Linked DNA regions of Danio rerio: region 2 is linked to region 1. A link is a contact called in public Hi-C data. All regions are on one chromosome and are shown on one strand. Each heading gives the region's core, a stretch centred on a gene start, on an enhancer-like site or on the middle of the called end of the contact. The rest is flanking DNA. Distances are from core to core; before and after follow the strand shown. Region 1 overlaps LOC141378092 (a long non-coding RNA gene). Region 2 overlaps ankrd28b (ankyrin repeat domain 28b).

Region 1 (5,148 bases), core at 808-3,307:
CCAAGTACCTGTATCCTCTTCCTCAGCAGCCAGGACTTTGTAATATGTGCAGAATGTGGTTTTGCATTGACTTGTTGAAATATGCAAGTGTGTCCATAGAAAAGAAGGCAGCATAATGTGCTCCAAAATCTCTATGTACTTTTCAGCATTAATGGTGCCATCACAGAAGTGCAAGTTAGATTTTCCTGGCGCACTTGACAATTACAGACCCTGGCTTTTGGACTTGTTGCTGGTAGTACCTGAAATACTGATTCATCTGACCACAGTACAAATTTCCACTGTGTGCCAGTGCATCCCATATGCGTCTGAGCCCAGAGCAGTTGATGACACTTGTGGACTCTGTTAACATATGGCATACTTTTGGCACAGTACAGTTTTAGGCATTTGTCAGTTTCTGGCATTTGTGGATGTAAATAAATATTGTGGTACTTAATAAAGGTTTGCCAAAGTAGTCCTGAGCCCATGTGGTGATATCCCTTATAGATGAATGGTGATGACGGATAGATCAGAGATCACAGTTGTTCAACTTAGACTTATGCACATGTCCTTTTTACACTGAAAATCCTCCAGATTCCTTGAATCTTTTAATGATGTTATGCACTATTGAAGGTGAAATATCTAAATGTCTTCCTATCTTTCTTTAAGGAACATTGTTTTAATTTTATTTTTTTTTTATTTTCTCACGTATTTGTTGGCAAAGTGGTGATCCTCTGCCCATTTTTGCTCCTAAAGAACTAGACCTTTCTTGGATGCTGCTTTTGTACCAAATCATGATTACAATCACCTGTTGACATCACCTGTTTCAAATCACATCATTATTTAACCAATTTATCTGATTACTAGCCCTAAATTGTTTCTGTCCCAACTTTTTCTGTAATGTGTTGCATGTCTAAATGACAGAAAAAGGATGTATATTTACAAATGAAATGAATTTGACCAAACAAAACATGAAATGTTTTGTGTTCATATTGCATATTGTCTGCAATGAAATACAAGTCAAAGTAAATTTAGAAATCACTATGTTTCCATACTGTACCATACTGTAACATTTTCTGATTTTGGGTTGTATTAATAAGCAGCAAACTCATTTCTAATAACTGATTTATTTTAACTTTGTTATGATGACAGTAATTAATATTAATTAGGTTAATTAGGTTAACTAGGCAGGTTAGGGTAATTAGGCAAGTTATTGTTTGTTATGTAGATTATTGAGCAAAAAATATAGCTTAAAGGGACTAATAATTTTGTCCCTAAAATGGTGTTAAAATGTTTTTAAACTGCTTTTATTCTAGCCGAAATAAAACAAATAAGATTGCTTCTAGAAGAAAAAAACATTATCAGACATACTATGAAAATGTCCTTGCTCTGTTAAACATCATTTGGGAAATATTTAAAAAAGAAGAAAAAAATTCAAAGGGGGCTAATAATTCTGACTTCAACTGTATATGTAATAACTACTTAATGGTTTGTAATTTGCAGGTCCTCTATAATAAGTGAGGTAAGATAAAATGTTTAGAAGCATTTCGACTCAAAAAAATAAAGTGGGCATAAATGGAACCATAACAAAAACAGAAACACACAAGCATCCTTAAAATGGTACCAGAGTGAATAATGGTGGTTAAAAGGCAATGTTTTCCTTTTAAAATGTAAGATATAGTTTAAAAACATGAGTTTTACTTAAATACTTTTCATCACAGTCATTTTCATTGTGTCCTAGTTAAGAAATGTAAAGTTTTTTTTTTTTTCATTCAAGTTTAGCTTGAGTTTTGTGTATATTTGTATGCGTTTTGTGACAATTTAGCATTTAAGTCAATTTTTTAATTTAAAAAATGCTAATTTATTATAAGAATATGGTCCACACAAAAATGTATGATGCATTTAATTCTTTATTTATTTATTATAGTACTGAACATGTCTCAATATGTTCATTACATAGTGGGCGTTTTTTGTTCATAGTCCTTTTGCTTTAGCCAGAGAATGACACTAATGATGATCACACATGTTCATCACCACAATGGACCGTAAAGCCCACCGGATGTGTAGAGTTCAGAGGTCAGCAGATCTCAGACAGGACTGCAATACAGAGGCAGTTTTTGACCCACTGGTCTCCTATACCCTTCCTCTGCTGACTGACTAATTCAATTTGTGGGAACCTTCAGCCATGGTGAAGGCAAATTCCATCTGGTCTTAGTGGGTCTTACGGGGCTTATGGAGCCCAATCCACAGGGATTATCCTGCTCAAAGTGGGGCAGTGCCCAAAGCTGTGACACTCTTAGTTAAAAAAAAATATTAATAATAGCAAAACCCTGTCTGAATAACACTGTGGATTTAGAAATGTGTATGATTTTATAACAAAAGTTTATTCATTTTACTTCAATTTAGTCTCTTATTTATCAGGGGTCGCCACAGTGTAATGAACCGCCAACTACTCCAGCATATGTTTTACGCAGTAGATGCCCTTCCAGCCACAACCAATAACTGGAAAACACCCATACCATCTCGTATTTACACGCACATACATACACTGCAGCCAATTTTGTTTGCCCAATTCACCTAGAGCATGTCTTTGAACTGTGGGGGAAAGAGGAGCACCCGGAAGAAACCCATGTGATCATGGGTAGAACAATACAAACTCCACACAGAAATACCAACTGGCAAGCCGGGACTTGAACCAGCAGCCTTCTTGCTGTGCAAAACTATGCTGGATACTGGCCCTCCAGGACCAAACCCCTGCTCTAAGGGCAGAGAATGGCCAGGCTGGTATTAACTGACAGAATGAAAACAGTTACTCTCTCTTACTCATTCACTATCCTTCAGCTTATTCCCTGGTTTATCAGGAGTCACGACAGCAGAATGAACCTCCAATTAGTTGGCCATATGTTTCACACAGCGGATTGCCTTCCAGCCACAACCCAGTACTAAAAGTACTACAATCAGTGCTGGGAAAACCCCACACACTCTCCCATTCACAAACTATGGCCAATTTAGTTTTCAATTTAGTTATCTTATTCACTTATAGTATACCGCTTCTCTGTGAGGGAGACTAGAGCTCTCGCAGAAAACCCACATTGACACAGAGAGAACCTGCAAACTCCACACAGAAGCCCTCCTGATCTAGCTTGGGCTTGAATCAGCAACCTTCTTGCTTAGAAGTAAATGTGCTGATCACTTATTCACCGTGCCACCCAGGACTTAATAAAAACAATATTCATTCATTTTTTTTTCTTTTCGGCTTAGTCCCTTTATTATTCTGGGTTCGCAACAGAGGAATGAACCGCCAACTTATTCAGCATATGTATTACGCAGCGGATGCCCTTCTAGCTGCATCCCATCACTGGGAAACATTTATACACACCCATTCACACACACACACACTCATACACTATGGACAATTTAAGCTTACCCTGTTCACCTGTACCACATGTCTTTGGACTTGTGGGGGAAACCGGAGCACCCGGAGGAAACCCATGCAATCACGGGAAGAACATGCAAACTCCACACAGAAACGGCAACTGATCCAGCCAAGCCTCGAACCAGTGACATTCTTGCTGTGATGCTACCCACTGCGCCAATGTGTCACCATAAAAACAATAATAAATAAATAAATAAATAAATAAATAAATAACAATGTTTAAATTACTAGGTCTGCAGAAAAAAAACACAATACAAGGTAAATTGGAAGCAGATGAGCTACAGCAGCAGAAGACCACTCTGAACCTGTAAACAGGAGACTGACCCAGCAAACATGCTTCTGCAGGGTCCGTGCTGGCTATTTGTGGGCACTGTGGGCTACAGCCAGCCCACACCAAATCTAACAGGCCCAGTGTAGGCTAATCCAGGTATGGCCTATAGATGCAGACTCACTATGGTCACTCTGTGTCATTTCACATACCTTGAATTCTGCTACACTCAAGATTTACAATTGAAAAGATTCCATCATTACTTGTTTATAGATGTTTCTCAAATATTTACATTTATATATCAAATGTATGGCTGCAGAAAGGAACTAACATTGTGAAATGAGACTTTTAACAAACCTGATTAAAGGTGCAGTATGTAAGTTTGACACCCAGTGGTTGAACTAGGTATTGCACTCCAGGATCAAAACAAATGCAAGTGCAGGTTGCCAGACTGAGGACAGGAGAGATTGATTTTAAACCGTGTTCTAAATAAAAGCAACAGCATGTGATAGATGGAATATTTTCCATATTAAAAGAAGTTTTTGTCGTAACCAACACCTCGAATTCATATATTAGAAACGGCTTCTATTTCACACAGGTGACCAACAGAAAATTATGACAATGATCACCTCAGGTAGCCTAAACCTTATGTGCTTTATTCAGTGTTAAATGCTAACAATGTGAGTTTGAATGACATTTTACTTGACATTTAATCATGTTAAAGGTTAAAATTTATTAAATATATTATAAACCTTACCATTCCATGAGTGTGTGCATTTTCTGTGCTTCTGAATGGCTTTATTTAAATTTCAAAACAGCCAAATCACTGCGTATCTCATAACGAAGCGCGTTGTTAGGCCATGCAGTTACAATGTAACCTGCTCAGCCAATGTTTACTTTAGTAATATTTATATCATTTGCTAAATAATAACCTCACGTGGAACTAAATCTGTCTCATTTTGGAGTCTGCTACTGTCCACCGGAGGTCGCATTTCAGTCATGGACACATGCTTTCAGAGCCTTAAAATATGTGGGGTTTTTTCAAGGTAACCTGGGGGCTGAAACATAATTGGCTAAACTGACATTGGGCAGGTGAAAATTACCAAAGACAGTGTTCTGGCACAGAAAACACATTTTCAATGCAGAATATCTGACCTCAGCCTTGTTTTTCAGATAAACAAGTATGTTCACTGAGCATGTTTCTTAAATATCTGCAAACAGGGCATAAAGCATATATGGTATTTGCATTATAAAAGTAAATAAATTTGGATGTTCAATATTATACTAAATTAGTTGTACATTATAGTGCAGACACTGTGTGGACTGTGTGGCTTCCAGGGGCAAGGTGAGGGCTGCCCATATAGATTCCTAATGCTGAGTTCATGCTGCATGACTTTATCCAACTTTGTGATATCACAGACAAATGTCGGAAATCGGAGCCAAATCAATGCTCGTTCACATGAGTGAC
Region 2 (4,572 bases), core at 1,787-4,286, 120 kb after region 1:
TTCACCAACATGGATTAGGACAGGGGTCACCAATCTCGGTCCTGGATGGCCGGTGTCCCTGCAGGGTTTAGCTTCAACTTGCTTGAATGTTTCAAGCATACCTAGTAAGACCTTGATTAGCTTGTTAAGGTGTGTTTGATTAGGGTTGGAGCTAAAATCTGCAGGACACCGGCCCTCCAGGAACAAGTTTAGTGACCACTGGATTAGGAGAAGGATGCCAAAAGCCATCACAAAGGTTTAAAGTCTCTATCTCCACAGTCAGAAATATAGTAAGAAAATGGAAGGCTTTAGGAACAGTCCTTGTGAAGGAAAGATGTGCTAGATCAAAAAATATATATATCTGAAAGACAAAGGTGAAGAATAGTTGGAATGGTCACAGACAAACCACAGACCAATTGCAAAGAGCTTCAGGAATATCTTGCTGTTAATAATGTCATTGTACATCGTTTACAATCTTCACAAAGAATAGCTCAATGAAAGGTGATGTAGAAAAAGCCTTTTCTGCTTTCTGCCAACAAAAAGAGTCATTTGAGTTATGCGAAGGCTCATCTCATCAGATGCCACAACCATAGGCGCTTTGCATGGTAGGAAAAGAATACAGCATTCCAGGAGAAGAACCTGCCCCCTACTGTAAAATATGGTGGAGGGTCCATCATTCTGTGGGGATGTGTGGCAAGCACAAGTACTGGAAATTTTGTTAAAGGTTGCTTGAAGTCCACCCAGTATAAGCAGATTTTTAAGAACAATGTTCAGGAATCAGTCAAGAGGCTAAAGTTATGGCAAGGTTGGATGTTTCAGCAGGACAATGACCCAAAGCACAGTTCCAGATCTACCAAGGAATTCATGCTCAGACATGTTCTTGAACGGCCATGCCATTCTTCAGACTTGAACATCATTGAAAATTTATGGATTGATGTTAAAAAGGGCTGTTCATGCTCTGCACCCATTAAACCTGATTGAACTGGAGAATATTTGCAAGAAAGAATGGTCCAAAATGCCTTCAGCAAGAATACAGGGACTTATCCTTGTCTGTAAAAAGCGTCTACATGCTGTTATTTTAGCAAAAGGTGGCTGTACAAAATATTGATGTCATTATTCTGTTAGGGTGCCCAAATTTTTGCATCGGTCTGTTTTTTAAGACTTAAATTGCAATGCATCTGTTGATTTAAATAAATGTTATGTCAGAAATGAAATGTAGCTTTTTCTTTAGGATATATTGCTAATTTGAATGAAAATTATCAGGGGTGGCCAAACTTTTGCATAAGACTGTATACACACACTTAATAAAGGAGATCATCGTCATCATCAAACCAGACAACCTGATCTTTAGCGCCTTCAGTTTTCATTGCGCATAAAAACAAGCATGAAATTATGTCTTTACAAACAATACTCAAATTATTGCTAAAAGGGAATCTACTCTTTATTGCAATTAAGTAATGGATTAATGGAGGCGTGTATGAGCTCCAAAATGTCATATTACACCTCATGTTATAATAAATGGTGTACTAAAAATCTGCACAATCCTGCCCGGGTGAGCTTATCTTCCTTCTTTTTTCATCCTTGATTGATTGCTGCATGATTTAGTCCTGATTAGGGTTGTAACAATATACCGGTATGACGGTCTACCACGATTTGAACGTGCACGATTATCATACCATGAACAATTGCATATCAACGGTTTTAACCCTTAAAGACCGAGACAGCCGCCCGCGGCTAAAAATAAGTATTGCTCTTAAATGTTTAATAACTTTTGATCCGCTGATCCGATTCATACAATTCAAAGATTGGCATAAAGAAGAGAATCTCAGCTTTCCAGTGCTGTATCACATAACATTCGCGGCTCCGGAGGCTCCGGAATCAGTGCGGTTACGTCATCAAAATTTGACAACGCTGATTTGACAAAGAAACGCTCGTCACTGTGTCTCCGGACAAACCAGACATGATACATTGATGCATTGTCCCTCCTCCATGCCCAGATTGGTTCAAACTCGCTATATCACAACCAATAAGCATAGGTTTCGCTTTTGTTTGTGGACCAAAAACGAGCTTTTTGAACAACACGGAATGAGAGATAGGCATACATTTATGCGCGGCTAAATAAAACGCAAAAAAAAAAAGTTTTGCATGAAATAATTCTCATACTAAGTACTTTTGCATGCACAGCAGCACAGAAACATGACAAAACAGTGACACAGCAAAGACGAACTGCTGCTCTTGCTGTTTTCAAAAGACACAAATGAAGGTGCAGCTGTTTGTTTACATTGCAGACAACCATATCCTAATCCATATCCACAGACAACCATATCCATGCTGGCACATAAAACCTAAGGATGTTCCATATTGAATCTAGTTTCGTTATGTAACTATTTATAGTATAGTAAATATTTATATCTATTTTTTTACTGAGGATTTGCACCATGTTTATTTGGACTTTATTTGGACTTTGACACATTATTTATTATTTTCTTATTTTTTATTTGTTCATTGTAAGTGGTGTTGTTTATAGTAACTGAAAATATATTATTTGGAAAAAGTCAAATTTGCTTCACTGTTCTATTATTTTGTAACATTTGTAACATACCGTATACCGCGAAACCGTCAAACCGTGGTACTGTTTTAAACGATTATCATACCGTAAAAAAATTCATACCGTTACAACCCTAGTCCTGATACATCGCGGTGCACAGTGAAACTCCTTTGAACTCACGCAGATCATATTAACAAACAGTCGATTAGACCTATGTTGACTGTATAGCCCTACCATGATGTTACCCAATGTTTAATAAATTCCATTTTTTTTATTGCATTCTATCTTTCTTATCATGGAAATCATAGTGCACTTTTTTATTACTTATGACGAAGTATGACAAAGTGTGACTAACAGAGGACAAAGTGAAAGCAGAGCTTGAGATTCTTGATGTTGTGTTTTGCAGGAGGCGGTGCAGGTTTTGTTGAAGCACTCTGCTGATGTGAATGCTCGAGATAAGAACTGGCAGACTCCTCTACATGTGGCGGCTGCTAACAAGGCGGTTCGCTGTGCTGAGGCGCTGGTGCCACTGCTCAGCAATGTTAATGTATCAGATCGTGCTGGACGCACAGCTCTGCACCACGCTGCCTTTAGCGGCCACCTGGAGGTCAGTCAACTGCATTTGCATATGTGGAGGTGTTGTAGAAAGAATGCTTTGAAATAGGGCTGGACAATATTGAAAAAAAGAAAATGCAAATTTGCAGTATTTTGTTTTTCAGCAGTTTATATTGCGGCAAGCGATTTCACGGTACAAGTGTCTTAAATTTACTGAAATATTGTGTTGTAGGTCTTGATTTTATTTTTTTTTTTAAACAGGTCTTAATTTTCCTTTGTTCGTGTATTGCTACCCAATCTGGCGAAAACTCATACAATCACCAACAATACACCTCACAATCCATTTTCCTTACAATAACATTTGTAAGGAAATTTGACACTGACCTGGACAGATTGTTGTGCATAGAATTAGTTTATAATAGTTTTTAGATTTTAAAACTTTTAAAACATTTGTTCATTTTTTTTTTATTATTTTAAAGAAAGTTTGTTGAAAAAAGTGTATAGATACAAGTAGAGCTTGATTGTTTTTACACAATAAGTTAAAATATTTTGCTAAGAAATAAAGACTAAAGTTTTATATATATATATATATATATATATATATATATATATATATATATATATATATATATATATATATATATATATATATATATTATTATTATTATTATTATTATTATTATTATTATTATTATTAATAGTGTATTGTTGTATTTATTAAATGTATTAACTTAGATTTTTTTTTTTTGCCCTATCCAAAAATATAACTTTTCATCTGGGCTATTTGAAAAATGAAACGAAAAAGAAGAAACTGTAAGCATCTGTTTCTTTTTTGTAGTTTAATAATATTTTGATTGAACCACTGAAAAGAAAATGGTCTGTTTTGAGGATGTTTTTTGATACTTTTCTGGACTTTAGAGTCTGGACCCTTGCTGTCTATGGACAATAAAGGAGCTCTTGGTTTTAACTAAAGTATCTTAATTTGTGTTCTGAAGATGAACAAAGCTCTCAGAGGTCTGGAATCACATTAGGGTTACTAATTGATAAAAAGTTTCATTTTTAGGTGAACTAAACCTTTCAAAAAGTGTAGAAATGCTCAACTTTCTCTATTATAGTAACTTTGCAATTACTCCCCAAATCTGGAAATCGTTACCTGTTATTCCGAGTTCAGACTGCATGATTTTAGCCACAATAACTTTGCAATTACTTCCCAAATCTGGAAATCGTTACCTGTTATTCCGAGTTCAGACTGCATGATTTTAGCCACAATAACTTTGCAATTACTCCCCAAATCTGGAAATCGTTACCTGTTATTCCAAGATCAGAATGCATGATTTTAGCCACAATAACTTTGCAATAACTCCCCAAATCTGGAAATCGTTACCTGTTATTCCAAGTTTAGAATGCATGATTTTAGCCACAATAACTTTGCAATTACTTCCCAAATCTGGACATCGATACCTGTTATTCCAAGTTCAGACTGCAGGATT

The links. A called contact is a pair of places that touch in the nucleus more often than the background predicts.
Region 2: a Hi-C map of an unstated tissue shows a contact between it and region 1, with 2.6 times the contacts expected there. The contact joins two enhancer-like sites. A contact is called at or near these places in 2 of 18 Hi-C or Micro-C datasets (caudal fin and an unstated tissue).

What each region holds. Positions count from the first base shown.
Region 1 is chr16:21,347,839-21,352,986 of GRCz12tu, forward strand. All of the region lies in intron 3 of LOC141378092 (a long non-coding RNA gene), which reads left to right. It also overlaps a transcript of hdac9b not described here. Among named protein-coding and RNA genes, the nearest start is that of ahr1a, 36 kb to the right of the region's middle. Within about 2 kb of position 2,058, at least 10 of the 62 cell types and tissues checked have an H3K27ac peak or open chromatin away from gene starts, as enhancers often do.
Region 2 is chr16:21,466,210-21,470,781 of GRCz12tu, forward strand. It overlaps ankrd28b (ankyrin repeat domain 28b), which reads left to right. Exons shown (of 29, transcript XM_009292265.4): 5 at 2,934-3,134. Among named protein-coding and RNA genes, the nearest start is that of c16h2orf66, 42 kb to the right of the region's middle. Within about 2 kb of position 3,037, at least 6 of the 62 cell types and tissues checked have an H3K27ac peak or open chromatin away from gene starts, as enhancers often do.